2 separate regions of the Pan troglodytes genome follow, and region 1 is linked to region 2. A link is a contact called in public HiChIP or PLAC-seq data. All regions are on one chromosome and are shown on one strand. The core of a region is the stretch at or near the end of the contact, and the rest is flanking DNA. Distances in the headings are between cores, read along the strand shown. Region 1 holds the start of SLC22A15 (solute carrier family 22 member 15). Region 2 holds the start of NHLH2 (nescient helix-loop-helix 2).

The links. HiChIP or PLAC-seq counts read pairs in DNA pulled down with a chosen protein or histone mark.
Region 1: a contact with region 2 is called in an H3K4me3 HiChIP or PLAC-seq map of stem cell-derived excitatory neurons, with 4 times the contacts expected there. The contact joins the promoter of SLC22A15 here to the promoter of NHLH2 in region 2. A contact is called at or near these places in 1 of 1 datasets of contacts at active chromatin or transcription factors (stem cell-derived excitatory neurons) and 1 of 1 other capture datasets (stem cell-derived neural stem cells).

What each region holds. Positions count from the first base shown.
Region 1 is chr1:113,195,444-113,201,349 of NHGRI_mPanTro3-v2.0_pri, reverse strand. SLC22A15 (solute carrier family 22 member 15) reads right to left here and starts at 1,365. Exons shown (of 12, transcript XM_001148217.6): 1 at 1,163-1,365. The coding sequence starts at 1,249.
Region 2 is chr1:113,064,896-113,070,109 of NHGRI_mPanTro3-v2.0_pri, reverse strand. NHLH2 (nescient helix-loop-helix 2) reads left to right here and starts at 1,601. Exons shown (of 3, transcript XM_001148497.5): 1 at 1,601-1,905; 2 at 2,308-2,636; 3 at 4,460-5,214. The coding sequence starts at 4,468. The coding sequence ends at 4,875.

The sequences.
Region 1 (5,906 bases), core at 116-2,615, 130 kb before region 2:
AAACATTTTAATCAATAAGTCAACCCCTACCTTCCCCCATCTTCCTGTTGAGTCACTGTCTTATGCAAGCTTTAAGCAACTTGTGGACTGGCGGCTATATCCATGACCACTCTGTACTTCCTGCAGAATAACTATCATCACATGCTAACTAAATTACTTAACTGTCTGCCTGCCCCACCCGCAGCCACTGGAATGCAAGCTCCTGAGGGCAGTGAATGATTTGTCCACCATGGCATCCCTATGTTCAGCACATCCTAGCCCGTATTAAACGTGTTGACTGAAGGAAAGAGTAAAATGGCTGGCTCACAGCAAATACTAAGAAAGGATTTGTGAATGAAATGCCTCTGGCATATTGAGAGAAGCGACTAATGTCAAATGAGCCATTTAAGTTGGTGAAGGACTAATCCTTGCCTGGCGCAGTTAATCTGTAGTGACCTTTCGCATATGGAATCGATATTTTGAGGCTGGGGTGTACAAGTAGGTTCTGAGAATTCTTTATAATGAAGAAGTGATTCCATTTGATAACCACACATGGTAGATGGCACTATTCGGCTTACGGGAGTCTCAGCCCAAGGCTGGCGCAGGGCCGAATGAGCCAGCAGAACTTAAACCAGAGGGAAATAAATCCTATGCTTTGAAAGCCCCTAGAAGAGTAAGCCCCCTCAAGCCCAGGAAAAGGGGCAGAGGACACCCGGCGCAGAGGGAGGCGATCCTAGACACAACCTTTTGTCTGCAGATTATCAAGACTGTGTCCTAGATTCCAAGGTGACAGTGCCACAGGTAGGGTAACAATTCCCTTCATATTTGCAGCGTGTTATAGGCAACAGCGTAGGGCAGGTAACACAATTTTGCATCCCTCCTTAACCAGCATAGCGGCTGAGAAACCTCCCCCAACACGCTCCTTCCACCACTCAAGGTGGCGGGGTGGAGGGCCCGGCAGAACCCAAGAGGCTCTGAGGCCGGCCGGCGACCTTGACGCTGCCGGCCGGGCCCAGGCCACCGCGCGGCGCCTCGCCCCTGCCCCACCCCGACGCTCGCCACACCTCTGTGTTTGCAGAGCCTCGGCCTCGGCCCCGGCCCCGGCGGTCTGGGAGCGGACGCCTAGCCCTGCGCCGGGCGGCCCTGAAGAGGGAAATGCGGCTGCGGGGCCGCGGGGACTTACCTGCAGCAGCACGGCCAGCAGGAAGCACAAGTACATCTGGTAGATGCCCATCTCCCCCACCGCCTGGAACGCCTCCTCCACCTCCATGGCGGGCCGCGCGCAGGAACCCCGCCACCCCACCGCCCTCTCAGGCGCTGCCCTCCCGCCCAGCGCGGCAACCCCTGGGCGCCCGGCACCGGCTTGGACCCGCCGGGGCGGGGATGGAAGCGCTGGCGGCGGGGCCGGGGCGGGCCGGGCCGGGGCGGGGCGCCTGCGCGGGCGGCGGGGCTGTCAGGCTCGAGAGGTGGACGCCGGGCGGGGAGCGGGGAGCGGAGCCGGGCTACGCGGGGCGAGGGGCGAGGAGGGCGTTCGAGATCCGGGGCTGGATGCCCTGGACCCGGGCCTCTGGACTTCCTGTTTAAAAAAAAAAAATGGTGTTTTGGTGTACGTTTTGTTTTGAGAGGGACGGCTGTCTGCGCCTTAAAGTGAGGAAAGAGGAAGTGGGCCGGGCTGAGGGCCTGAGAAGAAACATCGGGACCGCGTCCGCGTGTGACCCAGGGCTCTGCCTACAGGGGACCCGCAGCTGGCGGGCGGCCTGGCGGCTCTCAGCAATGCCTGTCGTTTTGCCCAAACCAGTTTAATGCGGGGGCTTGGGGAGCCCTAGAGCCTTCAGAGAAAAGTGCTGTCTGTGCAGTATTTCTTTCCAGTCCTATTCTGTGCTAGCCATGGGTTAAGTACACTGGTAGGCAAGCAAATTCTTGTAAAACCGTCGGATACATTTGCTTATAGAAGTATGCACGAGGTACAAAGGAAGTGCAAAAGACGAAGGGGCAGGATGTGATGGCTGCCAAGGTATTTAAAGGATAAATGGCAGTTTGTCAGGTGGAAATTAAAAAAAAAAAAAAAGCGTGGCAGGGCCAAGGGACGCTGGACACCTGCGTTAGTCCCCTCATGCCTCCACCTCCTAACCTCATTTGCCTTTTTGTTTATTATGTGTTGTCTTTTTAACAGCTGCATAGTATTCCATTGTCTAGACCATGACTCCTAGTTTAACATTGAATAGAAATGGCGACCAGCTAGTGTCCTTGACCTGCCAGTATCCTTCTTATGCTTCCAAAATTTTCCATTAATTGTGATGTCTGTTGCAGCGTATTGGTAGCTAGGCTTTACTGGTCAGCTGCTTTCTTTTTTTTAGCAATTAAATGAATGCTCACTGTAATTGAATTTATCAGTGGGTTGGAAACTGTAAACTCTATAAACTCTTAAGATTTTTTTCTCTCTCTCTTAAGGAAACGTTTTCTGTATAAGTACTATTAATAGTTTTAAAAGTTTCCTTCTTTGGCTGTTTCCTACGAATCCTCATTATTAATAAATGCTGAAGTTTAATAAGTGCTTTTTGCATTTATTGACATGATCCTATTGTTTTTCTTCTTGAATCTGATAATCGGGTACATTATGGTAATAGTTTTTTTGATATTGAACTTTACTGGAATAAATCCTATTAATACTTGCTCACGATATTGCTATTTATTGCCAAATTTAATTTGCTAGTGTTTTGTCTAGGGACTTTACATCTGTGACTAGCGAACTAGGCCTATAATTTTCTTTTCTTCCTGATGCTTATGTCTAGATTTGGCAGTAAGATTTTATAGTGCTTTCATAACATGAGTGTGAGTGTTTGGTAAAACTCTCCTGCAACCATCTAGACTTAGCTTGTTTTGCAGGGGGAGCCTCTTTATTACAGATTTATAGATAATGGGTAAAGATAAATAGGTGTGTATAACTAGATATATTCGTATGTCTTTGCATTTCTTCTTGAACCACTTTTTTTCTAGAAGTGTTTCTATTTTATCTAGTTTAGAAATTGTTTTTGGAATAAACTAGTTCACATTGTTTTCTTGGGATTTTTAAAAATAAGGGTCTAACTGTTTATGTCCCATTTTTCATTCTGAATAGTGTTCATCTTTATTGTTCCAATCTTATCAGTCTTGCCAGAGGTTTGTCTACTTTATTATTTTTTAAAAAGTTTTGTGAATTTTTTTTATTTCATAGATTATATGAATTCTTTCTTTTTTTTTTTTACTTTTGTTACTTTGTAATTCTTTTACTAGCCACATGACTTGAAGTTTAGCTTCTTTGCTTTTAATATTTCTTTTTGAAGAATAATTATGTGTGGCTGGGCTCAGTGGCTCACGCTTGTAATCCCAGCACTTTGGGAGGCCAAAGCTGGTGGATCACCTGAGGTTAGGAGTTCAAGTCCAGCCTGGCAAACATGGTGAAACTCCATCTCTACTAAAAATACAAAAATTAGCCGGACGTGGTGGCACAGGCCTATAGTCCCAGCTACTCAGGAGGCTGAGGCAGGAGAATCACTTGAACCTGGGAGAAGGAGGTTGCAGTGAGCTGAGATTGTGCCATTACACTCCAACCTGGGCAACAGAGCAAGACTCCGTCTCAGAAATAAATAAATAAATAAAATAATTATATTTAAGGTTGTACTTACCTTTCTATAGGACTTTGCTCCATCCGACAAGTTTTGTCATGTGGTACTTTTGTTGTCTTTACTTTTAAATATTTCATGACATTGTCATTTCTTCTTTAACCAATGAGCTATTTTTAGTGCATTTTTTGTTTCCAATTAAAGGTTGCTATTTTTTTTACCATCTTTTTAGTGTTGTTTATAATTTATATGCTTTGTAGACAAAGATTATATTAAATCTTGGAAATTGTTTTAATTTTTTGTGACCTAATATGTGATTTTTCTTTTTTTTTTCTTTTTTTTTTTTTTTTTGACAGTGTCTTTCTCTGTCACCCAGGCTGCAGTGCAGTGGCTTGATCACATCTCACTGCAGCCTTAATCTCCCCAGCTCAGGTGATCCTTCCACCTCAGCCTCCCAGGTAGGTAGAACTATAGGCAGACACCACCATGGCTCATTTTTATTTTTTGTAGAAATGGGGTTTTGCCATGTTGCACAAGTTGATCTCAAACTCCTGACCTCAAGTGATCCACCCACCTCAGCCTCTCAGAGTGCTGGGATTACAGGTGTAAGTCACCATGCCCAGCCCGTAGCCTTTTTTTTTTTTTTAATGTTCCACGTATATTGAAATAACATATATTCTCCACTTGTTGTGTGCAAGATTCTCTAACTATTAATCAAACTTGTTGATCTAATTTTATTTAAGTAGTCTATATTATTACTTAATTTTTCTGTGCTGAATGTATCAGTTTTTAATATATCAAAATTTTCCAAAATTAATATCATTTTTGAGTGTATCAAGTTCTCTTTTTGTCTCTGTGTGCTCATAAAGGTACTAATTGAATCTTTTTTATCATGATGAAATAGCTCTTTTTAGTGCTTTTGGTCTTTTTTACTTTGTCTCATATCAATATTCTGGCATCGCCTTTTCTGTTGTTTGTATTTTCCTTGTAATCTTTTTATTCTTATATCGTCTTTTTATGTTCATTCTGTAAGTTTCTTTCTGCTTAAGGCATATGTCTTAGTCTATTTTGGCTCCTATAACAAAATACCTTAGACTGGGTAATTCATAAACAACAGAAATTTATTACTCACAGTTCTGGAGGCTGGGCAGTCTAAAATCAAGGCACCGGTAGATTTGGTGTCTGATGAAGGACTGCTTTCTGCTTCAAAGATGTCACCTTCTTGTCGCATCCTTACAGTAGGAGGACAAGAGAGCTCTCCAGAGTCTTTTATGGGAGCATTAATCCCATTCATGAGGATGGAGCCCTCATGATTTAATCACTTCTCAAGGGCCCTACTTTTTAATACTATCACATTTGGTATTAGGTTCCAACACTAATTTAGGGGGACACTGCTGTCATTTGAATGTTTCCCCTCCAAAATTCAGATGTTCTCAATGCAAGAGTATTGGGAGGTGTGTAGTGACCCTAGCCAGTGAGAAGTGAAGTGGGGACTGCTGCTAGCGAGCAACCAGGCAGGGTTTCCCTGTTGGGTTTTAGACTTACTTAGGACCTGTTACCCCTTTCTTCTTTCCTATTTCTCCCTTTTGGAATAGCAGTGTCTATCCTATGCCTGTACACTATTGTTTTGATGGCACATAACTTGTTTGATTTCACAAGTTTACAGCTGGGGAGGAATTTGCCTCAGGATGAACCATGCATTTGTTCCCATATCTCTGGACTTTAGACTTTATAAAGTTGATGCTGGAATGAGCTAAGATTTTAGGGGCTATTGACATGAAATAAATGTATTTTTGCGTGAGAAGGACATGAATTTGGGTGAGGGGGCAGGGGCAGAATGCTATGGTTTGAATATGTTTCCCTCCAGAATTCAGACGTTTCCAATGCAACAGTATTGGGAAGTGTGGCCTTTGGGAAGTAAATTACTCATGAGGGTTCTGCCCTCATAAATGGGATTAGGTGCCCTTATAAAATGGCATGACAAGGGAATTTGTCCCATTTGCCCTTCCACCTTCTGCCATATGAGGATATAATGTTCCTCCTCTTTGGACAGTGCAGCCCTCACCAGACAACAAACCTGCTAGCACCTTAATCTTAGGCTTCCCGGCCTCTAGAACTGTAATAAACAAATTCATTTTCTTTATAAATGACCAAGTCAGTGATATTCGGTCAGAGTAGCACAGACAGACTAAGACAGACACTAACATTCAGACCATAGCAGCATGTTTATGAAAGGAGGACTTCTTTTTTCCATCCAGGTTGATAGTGTCTGTCTTTTATTTTATTTATTTATTTATTTATTTATTTATTTATTGAGACTGATTC
Region 2 (5,214 bases), core at 352-2,851:
CACACCCCGTCATGACTCCCCAACACCAGGGGAACCAGAGATGCTGGTCCTTTCCCACTGTAGCAGCTGCCCACTCTAGAGCTATGGTGATTAGACCCACCAGTTTTTTTCAATCCATCAGTCTGGATGTGTGGTGGTCTAATAGAGCCAGCCAGCTTGTATGATGAAGGGGGAGGAGGTACAGGTATCTGTGGGTGTGCATCTGTGTGCACACTTCTGGTTGTGTGTGAATGCTTAGCATTGGCTGTTCCTAACTAGAGTGAGAAAACCTCCCTTCTCCCTTCATTGTCACCACCTTGGGGTGTTTATCCACTCACCCATTTCCATTGCCACCTGTATGGGACCGGCTTCCATCTTCACTTTAACATTCTGGGGATATCTAAAATATACCTCTGTGCTGGGGTTAGGCAGAAGCAAGGCTGGGGAGTGTTGGTGCCCTTATTTGTTGGAGGCACTCCCTCCTTTCCCCGACCCCTGCCCCACTGTGGTCCAGGAATCTCTCAAAGGAGCAAAAATGTGGGCAAAGGCAAATAGTACTTGTGGAAGCCATGAAAAACCCGGAGGGTCACTCCCAGGGGTGGGCTGCTCAATGTGCCTCCCCTGGTGATAAAATCTGCTTTTAGGGCAAAATTAAGGAAGACAAGTGAGGACTCCTCTCTCCACAAATGTTCCCCTAGGAACTGGCGGGGTGGGAGTAAGGCTGTAATGCTCTTTTATTTCTTTAAGCTTGTATGATCAAAACAAGCTAAAATAATCACAAATAATATGTTACTGATATTAACTATGAGTATCTTCATAAAGTGGCAAAATAATTGAACTAGATTTTATTTTTTATTATAAGGTATACAAATTCAGGGCCATGGGATCATGTAAGGCAAAGGCATTATGTACTGGAATACACTGGTAATTTGTGTTTACATCTTAGCACAAGCACTGCCACGCAGTACAATATATTAGCATGTTAAGATGGGCAAGAATGAAGTGCAATAATCAACACATGTAGCATGTCATATTTCAGCTTGAATGAATGAGTGGGTGGAGAGAAAAACAAACATACAGAAAAGTAGAATTATCTCATATCGTGGTCCGTGAATATGTGGATTCTCTTTCTAGTTCCACCAATGGCTTAATCTATTGAAGGGTTCTTACCATCTATTGATAAGTTAGTCTCATAGCAGATCATTTCTCAAAAATGTTAATATGCTTAATCAAACCTTACTGAAGTATCTTTTAAAATGTAAATGATCTCTAATAAATGTTAGCTGTTGCATGTCTAAATACTTTATTGCAGCATCTTATATAGTATATATTTCCATGTTCCGGACACAAATATTTTTCTAAATATTAAGGGAAAGTGGTGGCTTTGTAATATGCCAGGGGAATTTTTTGATAGTCAATATATTGTTTATTTGTACTTAAATATTTCATCAATAATCTGGAAAAGAGAAATAGCCTGACTACGGCTAGATACTGTTTAGAGGCTAAGATTTCTATCATGAACTGCTTTCAATTGTTATATTTTATGGCACAGATTCAGTGGGAATCTGATCTGCTAAAATATTTGGGCTGTGAAAACTCCCACACTGTGACAGATGTCAAGTCCAATTAAGTGACTCATGTCCAGGTTTCTGTCCAATAGGATTTCCCATTAAATATCAATTTAGGGGAAAAAAATTCCATCCCCCTTCCTAAGCCTTTATCTCTTCCACCATCTCCAGGCTGAATCAATTGGTACCAGGAGAGCCCAGAAGCCACACACGCATCTCTGCCTCTTTGCTCTGGCTCTCCCACCCTCTTCCCGTCTTTCTCTGCTTCCTTGTCACTGTTACTCCAGGAGACGTTCACTTTTCACCAACCTTTCTCCAAGCATCTCCAAGCCACTGACTATATATATTTTGCTACAAGGTAAAGAGAAGAGGGGGTGGGGACGGGGGATATAGCCAAACCTTGAAAGACTTTGAAACTGGAAAATAGGTGTCTATTTATACAACATACAAGTAAGTGAGGGAAGAGGAAGAGGCAACCTTAGCTCCTAGTTACAGTATTGTGTTCCTGGGAACTGGGGAGATATCAGCTGAACAAAGCCTTATCTCAAAAAAAAAAAAAAATCACTTCTGAGCAAGATCACATCTCTGTCCTGCACTTCCCAGTTTCTGCTCAGCCGTATTAAGGGAAAGAAAGGCATACGATAGGAGCGGAATCTTATCTTAACCATCTTTCTTATTGATTATTCCGCTATTAGAAAGTGGAGGAATCAGCCCTTTGATGTGATTGTGTTTATCTCTGCATCTCTTTTGTTATTTTTAGAGACCTAGAAGAGGAAAAAAGGCACGAGACTTTTCAACACATCGTTTAAAAAAATCATCAACGAATTTCTTGAAATGTTTGAGAACAATTAAAAGGAAAAAGCGTTTTTTAAAAAATCTATCAACTAAGTGAACAATCATTCATATCGTCTACATCCTGAGATATTATTGTCCCTCGCTGCGGACACCAGCGAGATGACAGCTGCTTTTTCATTTTTGAATGTAATAAATATTTGCTGCTTTTAATATTTTCCGGAATCTCCCCTCGCTATTCCTTGGAATTTTAACTCTAAAGATTGGAGAACAGATTATCAAAAAGGCTTTTGCAAGGTAAGACTCCTTTAAATAATTTTTTTCAGCTTGAAATAAGTTAGATTATTCATACTGCGTCTATAGATGCAGTTCATTCCATAAAGAGATAAAACGCATACACGACATACTATTTATGAATATTTTTAAAGATCTAGAGGAGAATTTAATATGCTTTGAGGGCAACCCAGGAACTTTTTACCAGAACTACAACTATTTAGTGGTTTATTGTGATTTTCCATTACTCGTCTATTTATTTCTGCCCTTTCAAGCTGACTGTGTAGGTGCAAGTTGTTCTACTCATAAACGTACCCGAGAAAAGCCCGTAGGGAGTCACATGCAGTTCACCGGGAGCATTTGTTTTTATTTTGCCGTAGAGGACCTGATTTCCTCGCAGGGAAATTAAAGCTGTTTTGGCCCAATTCGCTCCTCTGCAAGTGCGGTGCTGGGAACCGATCACCCATCCCCTTGCTTTTGTTTCTCTAGAAGCAAACGCTCCTATACGTCGCCGACGCGGATTTCTCCCGTGCCGAGCGTCGCTGAGGCTGCCCACGCCGGGGCCCCGAGTTCGCAGCCTGGTCCTCACTCCCGACGCCCAGGGGCGGTGCGTGCAGCCCCTGCAGGGGCCTTTCTCCTCCTGCCGGGCCCTTTCTCGAAGCCCGAATTACCCGGAAGCCCAGCGGTTCTGAGCGGCCCCCTCCCAGAAGGCGCACAGTCCGGGCCAGTGCTCCAGGCGCCCCAGAGAAGCCTGGCCAGGTGGCGTTTCCAAGAGGGCACAGTTAAGTTAGAGGAAGGCTAAGCACCGACATGCCCGGACTTGGCCAGGCCACCCGGGGACAGCTGCAGCCTGCCGAGCTCCGGTTCCGGGAGCGCCCGAACTTTGCCGGCAGAGATGCAGCTCCCGCCGGGACAACACGCGCTGCACCCGCTAGTCCCCGCCTGCCCCGCCCTTCTCTTCCCTTCCCTCTGCATCCTGTCCTCCCTCAGCGGCCCGGCTGCCGGCATTTTCCCGCAAGGTGGTCGCCAGACTGCCGGGCGCATTGTCTGATCCCACGTCGCCGTGTCCCTAGGTCCCCTATGTGTGTGGCTGTCTGCGTGACAGATGGTGCTCCGGGAGCCTGCGAGGGCATCGGAGTCAATTTTCTTTTTAAAGGCTCCCCCACGTTTGTTTAGTCATTTCTTTACGATTTCGGAGAAGCGCGAGGGGTCCAAGAAGCCTTCCCGCCCCCAACCGCTGGCTCTCCGCCTGCGCTCCAGGATGGGGATTCCTGACCGGCCGCACCCCAGAGCCAGGCGCCCCCGGCGCAGCCCCAGACCAGCGCCAGGCCCTTGGGCGCCGCGGCTGCCGGGTTGCTTCGCCGGAGGCCCTCGGGGCGAGAAGTGCACTCCGCGTCTCCCCGCCCCCGTGAAAACCCAGATGTATTCGTTGTTCGAAATCGCTCGTTTGTCTGGGAAGGGGACGAAGGGAGGGAGGAGGAATAGCGCGGTTGGCATTTGGCCGGAAGAGGCACAAAAACCCAGTCGCGACCCCACAGGCCTGCGGTTGTTCCCCAGGCCCAGGGCCACAGGCCCGCTGTGGCCGTCTGCAAGTCGAGGTGTCGAGTCTAGTATGCGGCCTGGGTCAACCGCGTCCCCGCCGGCTCCCGCGCCAGGGCGAGGCGCAGGGCTCGCGCCCTCGGGCCAGATCCTATCGGCGCCCTCCCGCGTCGCGCGCCGGCCTGCTGTGGGGAGGGGGCCCGGGCCGCGCGTCCGCTGGGAGGGCCGGCGTGGTAGGCCTCGGCAGCCATCCTTCCAGCAAAATACCCTGATTCCTTTTACTGATTAATTTTCCGACCCCTCCTCAGCCTCCAAAATGATGCTGAGTCCGGACCAAGCAGCAGATTCGGACCATCCCAGCTCGGCGCACTCGGATCCGGAGTCCCTGGGCGGCACGGACACCAAGGTGCTCGGCAGTGTGTCGGACCTGGAGCCGGTGGAGGAGGCCGAGGGCGACGGCAAGGGCGGCAGCCGGGCCGCGCTCTACCCGCACCCGCAGCAGCTGAGCCGCGAGGAGAAGCGCCGCCGCCGGCGCGCCACGGCCAAGTACCGCTCGGCCCACGCCACCCGCGAGCGCATCCGCGTGGAAGCCTTCAACTTGGCCTTCGCCGAGCTCCGCAAATTGCTGCCCACGCTGCCCCCGGACAAGAAGCTCTCCAAGATCGAGATCCTGCGCCTGGCCATCTGCTACATCTCCTATCTCAACCACGTCCTGGACGTGTAGGGCGGGGTGCGCCGGGGGGGGCCGCCTGTCCCGGCGTCCGCGAAACGCTACGGATCCGGACGGGCGCCGTCGATCGGGTGGCGGAGGCTGCGGTGGCCCAGCGAGACGGCCGCCTCGAGAGACGGCCGGGGAAGAAGCTCGCTACCTGTTCTCTCTGGTCAGCAGGGCGACGAGGGAAGGTTTCCGACGCAGGCAGGTGGGGTTGTCTGGCGAGCCCGGGGGCTCGCAGGGGGGATTTTCCAGGCCAGGAGAACCTCGTGGAGACACCCGAGATGAGCCACTTCTGGGGCTCCCCAAGGGTTGTGGTTTTAACCCACTGGAGACTTTGAGTTCTCCTAC